3 separate regions of the Mus musculus genome follow, and all the other regions are linked to region 1. A link is a contact called in public promoter capture Hi-C data. All regions are on one chromosome and are shown on one strand. The core of a region is the stretch at or near the end of the contact, and the rest is flanking DNA. Distances in the headings are between cores, read along the strand shown. Region 1 holds the start of Prps1 (phosphoribosyl pyrophosphate synthetase 1). Region 2 holds the start of Acsl4 (acyl-CoA synthetase long-chain family member 4). Region 3 holds the start of Nxt2 (nuclear transport factor 2-like export factor 2).

The links. Promoter capture Hi-C pulls out the DNA fragments that hold promoters and counts their contacts.
Region 2: a contact with region 1 is called in a promoter capture Hi-C map of erythroid cells, with 4 times the contacts expected there. The contact joins the promoter of Acsl4 here to the promoter of Prps1 in region 1. A contact is called at or near these places in 3 of 39 promoter capture datasets (cranial neural crest, erythroid cells and pre-B cells).
Region 3: a promoter capture Hi-C map of pre-B cells shows a contact between it and region 1, with 3 times the contacts expected there. The contact joins the promoter of Nxt2 here to the promoter of Prps1 in region 1. A contact is called at or near these places in 3 of 39 promoter capture datasets (the C10 cell line, liver and pre-B cells).

What each region holds. Positions count from the first base shown.
Region 1 is chrX:140,455,286-140,457,884 of GRCm38.p6, reverse strand. Prps1 (phosphoribosyl pyrophosphate synthetase 1) reads right to left here and starts at 1,282. Exons shown (of 7, transcript NM_021463.4): 1 at 1,022-1,282. The coding sequence starts at 1,143.
Region 2 is chrX:142,389,218-142,391,816 of GRCm38.p6, reverse strand. It overlaps Acsl4 (acyl-CoA synthetase long-chain family member 4), which reads left to right and starts at 1,282. Exons shown (of 16, transcript NM_207625.2): 1 at 1,282-1,512.
Region 3 is chrX:142,226,867-142,229,465 of GRCm38.p6, reverse strand. Nxt2 (nuclear transport factor 2-like export factor 2) reads right to left here and starts at 1,289. Exons shown (of 4, transcript NM_172782.4): 1 at 1,085-1,289. The coding sequence starts at 1,099.

The sequences.
Region 1 (2,599 bases), core at 33-2,532:
GAGTTAACTATGCAGACTAGGCTTGCTTCAAACTTGCTTCTCCTGCTCTTGCCTAGTGGCATGCGACAGCACACCAGTGCTGGGCCACGAGTTTTATAGCAGAGCACCAAAAAGACGACATTCAAATTTCCCTTTGCTGTTTGAGCTAGCTCTTCCACTGCGTTATTATTTTGTCACTGAACACTCACGTGTAAGTCGTTCCCTAAATCCTCACGCATTTAACACTAAGAAGTGGCTACAATGGAGGAGGGGCGGAGTGCTTGTATTATTATGTCTGCCAGTAGCGGAATTGGAAACCGTCAAAAATTCGAATTCTACAACTAAGGTTTCCCTATTTTTTTGGGATGACTTAAGCTGAGATGTCGAAGATCAAGGATGTTGAGCTCAAAGCAACCACTTTACCCCATCTACTGAATTTAACTTAAGGGTGGTTTGATTCCTCGACAGACAGGATAGGAAAAGCCGACACCGTGCCAGTCTAAGGGAACGTGGTAACGTTTTCGCGCCCTCAGAACACAATGTTTCCCAAGACCAAACCAGAACGCTACCATTTCCAACCAAAAAGCTTTTCAAATCTAGGAAAAAGACCACGATGGGGCTCAGAACGCCATAGGTTCTCTGATGTACACCAGTCGACGCGCGGAAAGTGAACCGAATCCAATCTACTGGCTCCACAGTGAAGCGACAAGCCACGTGTCCCCATGCCCAAAGCTAAGCGCCCGTACACCTCCAGACATTCCAGGAGGCCATTACCCCCCGACATTAGATCCTCCATCCCCAACCCCCAAACGTAGCGGCCTCAGCTCCCATCTCCATCTTGGCTCCACCTAACCGCGCGCAGCGAGGATGAACGCGACCCTCTCGGGAGGTAAAATAACGGAACAACCCGCGAGGCAAGCTAACCTCTGCTGCCCCTTTCTGCCCATCCTCTGCTGCCAGGAAATCCCACGGCCGCTCCATCCCCCGAGTTGCCATGGCCTGGGCAGGTCAGGTACACTCAAGGTACCAATTGCGTCCTTACCAGGTCTCCTGGTTGCTGAATTTCTTAGTCACCACCTTGCCTAGCTCAAGGCCCAGGCGGTCAGCGATTTTCTGGGATAAGTCCTGGTGGGAGCTCCCGCTGAAGATTTTGATATTCGGCATCTTGGGTAACTACCTCAACGTGCTCAGTGGTCGCCGCCGCCGCCGCTGCCAACACGGGAACGGAAGTCAGCAGGCAGTCTGAACACCAACAGTACCGCGTTGCTACTCCGCCATCTTACATTCCCGCCCAGCGCGCGGCATTAAATTGCCCAGGGGGCGGGATTACAAAGGAAGTTCTCCACCCAGCCTTTTCTGATTGGTTGGACGGGTGTGAGGGGCGGAGTCTTCCGGTAATGTTGCCGCCCAACCACTCTCTGGTAATTTGTTCAGAGGCGTGAAACGGGTTAAATTAAAGCACTTTTTACATCACAAAGATAGCCACAACGCAGGCGCATCGCAGGCAAAGGGCTTGTTTACCAACTCTAAATACCAAGTGTACTTTCTACCTGGAAGGCAAGCCCTAGGGGAAAGTGACTGAAGGTGAGTCACCCTGGGACAATGCGAGAGAAAGTTAATGTTTTGTCCTTATCACTGGATTCTAGTTTGCTCAATTAGAGAAGGAGTGTGGCTTTCCCCAAATATCTGGGTGATAAAATTATGATTAGCTAAAGATTGGAAGAAGAAAAAGTAAAGTATTATCCATGAAGAACCCTGAAAGAATCAGCATAGTGTTTAAGTCTGCCACAATTACAAGGTAATCTGGCTAACCTAGCCTTTTACACACGCTAACTGGACCAGTGCAAACTTGTGCAAACTAGTGCAGACTCTGTTTTAACAGTATTCCAGACAGCCATGAATTAGATGTAAAGGAAGAGTCACACAATTTTAGAATAAAAAAAAAATCAGTACCAAGGTGGCATACACCTTTAATCCTAGTATTCTGGAGGAGGCAGGCAGGCAGATCTATGTCAGTTCTAAGCCAGACTGATGTACAAAGGGAGTTCAGGGCCACCAGAGATATATAGTGAGATCTTGTCTCAAAGCAGCAACAATCAACAAAACCAAAATCATGACTACCAGGTATGGTGGTACATGCTTATCATCTTAACACTAAGGAGACTTAGTCAGGGGGGATCATGAGTCCCAAGCTAGCCTCGTACACACAATGTGACTCTGAGCCAGGCGTGGTGGCTCACACCTTTAATTTCAGCACTCTGGAGGCAAAGTGAGATCCAGGACAGCCAAGGAGATACAGAGAAATCCTGTCTCTAGGATTAAAGGCATGCAGCATCACTGCCCAGCCAGGCTTTGACAGCTGGGCACATTGGAATTATCAGCACTTATGAATTGGGCTTATCTCTATGAGTTCGAAGCCAGTCTTGTCTAGTGAGTTCCAGAACAGCTAGAGCTACATAGAGAGCCCCCTGCTCTCTCTGTATTGTTGCTCTTAAAATTGTCCGGCAAGGAGCTAACCCAAACCACTTTGGGGACTGAAGAGATGGCTCAGCGGTTCAGAACAAGTATTGCTTTTGCAGATGACCCACATTTGGTTCTCAGCACCCACATCCAAGTGGCT
Region 2 (2,599 bases), core at 33-2,532, 1.9 Mb before region 1:
GGACATTTCTGCTCTCAGCCAGGCACACTAATACTGTCATTCGGGGTGCTTCTTCTTCTTCTTCTTCTTCTTTTTTTTTTTTTTTTTTTTTTTGGCTTTTCGAGACAGGGTTTCTCTGTGTAGCCCTGGCTGTCCTGGACCTCACTTTTGTAGACCAGGCTGGCCTCGAACTCAGAAATCCGCCTGCCTCTGCCTCCGGAGTGCTGGGATTAAAGGCGTGCGCTACCACGCCCGGCAGGGGTGCTTCTTAAAAATCCAAAATTAAAAAATTTCACCAAATCAAAACCCACATCAAAACATCTGAGGATTATTTCTCCAGGTATTCCCATTGGAACAAACATCCCAGATGATTATGACACACAAAGCCTAAAGCACTACTGAAGCCAGCAATGTGAGGCAAGCTATTGTACGTGTGTGTAGCAGACACAGTCATTCTGTAAGAGAAATGAAAAGTAGCTAGTAAAACAGCCGTAACAGGAAGCAAAAAAGCAGCCGGTCATGGAACTGGAAGAATAGAATTTCTTCTGGCAACTTATTCTTGGTAGTTTGTTGTGGCTTATTATTCGCAATTACAGTTTTGTCTTGAAGTCCTGAGATACCTTTTGGAATTTATTACGAACAATAATTTCTCAATTCTTGGGGGGATTAAAATGGCCTTTATCAAGAAGTCTCAGAAGCAATAGAATCTCACGGTACTGCACTGACTTTTTATCAGTTGTGGGCTCTTTTGCTGAGTGACGCGCAAAACCCTGCCTTCAGGAAATATTTCATAAGCCCGAGTGAGCAGGGAATCTTAATACAGCTCAAGGCAACAGATAAAAGGATAGAAGGCTTTGGCTTTCAGGAGCTAGGTTAAGATCTCTCTCCCATAGGAAGCACGAGGCAGTCCAAAGATAGGTATCTAACTAAGGGCAGCTGGAAGATGACCCCGGGGGAACTTTCATCCTGGGTGGAGTCCCGGGTAGCCCGCTAGGGCGTGGGCCAGTTCTGCGGCTCTAGACTACTGGGCGCTAAGCCCTCGTGGGCTATTTTGCCCAGCACTGCGGGAGCGGCATGGTGGCTGCGGGCTCAAGGGAGGCTTTAGGCGACCTGCGACCCTTCGGAAGCAGCCCTCCTCCTTTGCAGCAGCTGCAAGCCCGATCGGGCTCCGCCTTTTTGGCGGTGACGTCCTTAGTGAGCGGAGGCGGGCGTGTGGGTGGGCCGAGCCAGAGGCCGCCTGCGATTCGGCGGGCTCAGCCACACCACCGAGCTCCCCCGCTCCGCCCGCCCCTCCGGGCTCGTCTTTTCCGGGCTCGCGCCGGACCCCGCCTCCGCTGGCTGTCCGGGTTGCGCGCGCGCCGCTGCGGCTCTCTCCCTCTCTCTCTCTTTTTTTTTCCACTGGTCTCCGCGGCTCGCCCCTCCTTGCCAGGCAGCTCCAGAGCTAGCGGGCACGCGAGCTCCTCTCCAGGAGCTTCCTTCCTCTTAAGGCCGGGACCCAGTGGCAGACTCGTAGCGAGCGAGGCAGCACCTTCGGTGAGTGATCCTAGGCTGGGGAGGATGCGGCTGCTGCGCCCTTGCCCCGGAGAGTCCCCTATTCCTGACGTGCTCCCGGATCCTCACCTGAGCCGGCTGGAGGTCGGGGTTTGGGGGGTGGGGGTGGGCGCTCGGCTTTCCGGCTGCGGCCGCTGGCTCATGGAGAGAACCACCGTCACTATCTCCTCTGATGCTTTCTGGGATCCTCCAGAACCCCACCTGGCTCTTCCCTGTACCCCCGCTGTACCCTGAGAGCCTGAGAGAACTCTTCCTCCTGGGGGTACCGGGCTTTGCCAAGACTCAGTTGACTTGAGCACACCAAGTGCCTGCTAGACCTCCAAACGACCTTTAGGTCGCCCCTAGACCTCAGCTCCATTTTGTCCCCTCCCTTGACACTCTGTAACAGGGTCCGGGCGCTCGCGGGTGGTGGTGGCGGCGGCGGCGGTGGTGTCTTTGGTTCTAGAAACAGCTGCTTTCTTGAATTTGGGGAGGGTGCCTTCGCTTTCGATAGATACTCTCTCAGCATCCATACCTTTACGTATGTTAGCAAACAGCTGGATCATAGCTGCAGCTTGTACCCTGTGTTCTTCCCGTCTTTATCTCCACGATCAGTAGGTGCTGTATAGTTAATATTAGGTTTATTCACTTCCTCTTCCTCTCATTCGAGTACCGAAAAGATCTGTGGCTGGCTGATGTCTATAGACAGAAAAACCTAGGAGAATGTGATTCATTGCCTAACTGGTTACATATTTGAAATCAGACGTCATTTCTCCTTTTACTCTAGCATCTCCTTCGAAGACATTTTTCCATCCTTTTGAAATTAATTTGCTCATTCGTACTTTTCCTCTTAAAAAAATCGTCAATTCTCACTCAGTAGAAACGACGGTAGGGATGGGAATAAGGGGAAATGAACCTTGTTGAAGAAGTAAGCAGTTTGCTTTACTGGTTCATGGTTTTAATCAACCACTAAGTTTCCTCTTCTGTGGAAATATGCTCAGCTGTCATGCAGTTGGATTCAAGCATAACCGAGGTTCCTTCTCATATTTTGTCTCTTGAACCTGTAAATTCATGCTTAGTGACATGTTTT
Region 3 (2,599 bases), core at 40-2,539, 1.8 Mb before region 1:
AAATACACAAAAGAAGTTGTCAATTTATGCTCATCATTCTAAAGCTGCATTTGAATTCCACTCCTATGACATAAATTTGAGTATTAAGATTAAGGCACAAATTTCTGCTTGAAAATCTGCTGCTAGTTTTAGGTGTATGTCTTTAAAACACATTCATCTCCCATCTTTTCATTCGTCACATATGAATCTTGGTTCTTTGCTTGGCATGTATCTGTAACTCGGAGATGTGCAGAGGCAGGGACCCTAGGTGTGAAGTGTGGGCAATTATTGAGTAGGCTAGCAAAGCGCTTCATTTCAAGCGCTTATGACCAAGCTCAAAAGCTACTGCGATTAAAAAACAAACAAACAAACAAAAAAACCAAAAAAAAAAAAAACCTGTCAAAATAGAAGTGAACGTCTAAGCAGCCTCACGGAGACATTTTTCTTACGTTATATAACCACTCACTCGTGTCTGGAAGTGAATTGCAGAACCTAAGAAATGAAACCCCTCAGATCCATTCTCACCAGAGTATCCCTGATGAAGTAACCCTTTTGTGGAGGCAGTTCTAGTCTTTGAAATAAATAAAAACAATCGCCACCCTTTTTCAGGGATCCGGAGCTTTTGCTTGCTCTATCTATCTATCTATCTATCTATCTATCTATCTATCTATCTATCTATCTATCTATCTATCTATCTATCATCTATCTATCTATCTTTAAGCGCCAACGGAAAGAGGGCCACCTAAAGCCACCGGCCACAGAGCTGCATCCTCACACAGGCTGCTGGACTCCCACCAGCCGCTCCATCTCCGGAGCAGGGGGCGGGCGGAGGGCGCGAGCTCCGCCCCAGGGGCTGGCGGGCTGGAGCCTGATTCGCCACTCGCTCATGCTCGCGCCTCCTCCCTTCTCCCTCCCCTCCCCTCCCCCCTCCCCTCCCCTCCCCTCCCTTCCCCTCTCCCTCCCCTCCCCTCGGCTGCCCTCCCCTCCGCTGCCCTCCCCTCGGCTGCCCTCCCCTCCGCTGCCCTCCCCTCCCCTCCGCTGCCCGAGCCCTAGCTTGCTTGCTCCTCGGCCAAGCCGCGGGCGCCAGGAGGTGTCACGCACTCACCACTGCCAAGGCCATCAGGGGGCTGGAAATGGTCTGCTCCAGAGCTGGCCCCGGAGATGTCCGCACTTCCGCGCTCGTCTGGGTCCTTTGGCTGTGGAAGGATGAGATGTTTAGCAACAAAACGAACCTCGCCAATGGCACAGATTTCTCAACCCGCCCATTGTCCCCCGGAAGTAGCTCAGTCCGGTGTTAAAATCACCCCGATGTTCCAACTTTAAGCAGCGTTTCCCTTCAGTTCCGAGTGATCCCGCCCATCCGTTTTAAATTACTTGCAAACTGTTTATTTACCATAAGAGAAACAGATAAACGAAAAAACTAACCAACCTACACCATCCCCCCAAAACCCCAACAAAACAGAAGGGGAGGACCTTGCTTTTGTAAGCTTAATATGGAAAACAAATACATCTCAAGTTCCCAGCTACCTGTCCTGGCACAAGTTAATATTAAATATTCAATTTTGGGTGGGAACCTCTTCACACGAGGAGGCGGGGCCAAAATTTGAAGGCCAACGAGAAACGGGGGGGGGGGGAATCTATGTCCGTAGCCAATAGGAAAAGGGGGCAGAACTTATGGAAAGTAACACCAACCGCCAACTGCACGAGGGCTGAAAAATTTTAAAGTACAGGGGGTGCTGAAAACTGTTTAAAGTACGGCCAGTGGGGTTTAAAAACTGTTTAAAGTTCTAAAATGTTCTCCATTTTGAGCCTTGGCCACTAAGCTTCGCTGGGCTGCCTACAATTTCTCACGGTTTAATATACAAGCATTTCACGGATTCTCGCCACTCTGGGGGGATTATATAACAAGGACTACCCCCCTAAACCCTACGGTGTGTGTTTCCACAGCGTATTCAAGAACAGCAGGACAAGAAACAGTTTAGTAGTGATCACAAGCACGTTTCTAAACATTTTTACTCATACTCAATTATTTATGACAACTATAAGTTAAATATTATTTTCTTATCAGTCTATTTAAAAAAGTGATTAACCAGCGACTACCTAGGATTTAAGTACAAGTAATGTTTCACTACTCCACTGCCATTTTTTGTTTGTTTTTGTTTTTTGGTTTTTGTTTTGTTTTGTTTTGTTTTTTGTTTTTGTTTTTTTTCGAGACAGTGTTTCTCTGTATAGCCCTGGCTGTCCTGGAACTCACTCTGTAGACCAGGCTGGCCTCGAAGTCAGAAATCTGCCTGCCTCTGCCTCCTGAGTGCTGGGATTAAAGGCGTGCGCCACGACTGCCCGGCTCCCACGACCGCCCGGTTCCCACTGCCATTTTTTTTTTATTACGTATTTTCCTCAATTACATTTCCAATGCTATCCCAAAAGTCCCCCACTTCCCTACCCACCCATTCCCATTTTTAAATATCACTGCCATTTTTTAAAAAAACCAATGATTTCAAAGCGGCTACCGCCGGACTTCTAATTTTTGAATCAAAATATTTCTATAAACTTACTATTTGTAGTTGATTTGTGGCTCCACCCAGGAACTGCCCGAGTTTCCAAAATGTTGGTCCCCATT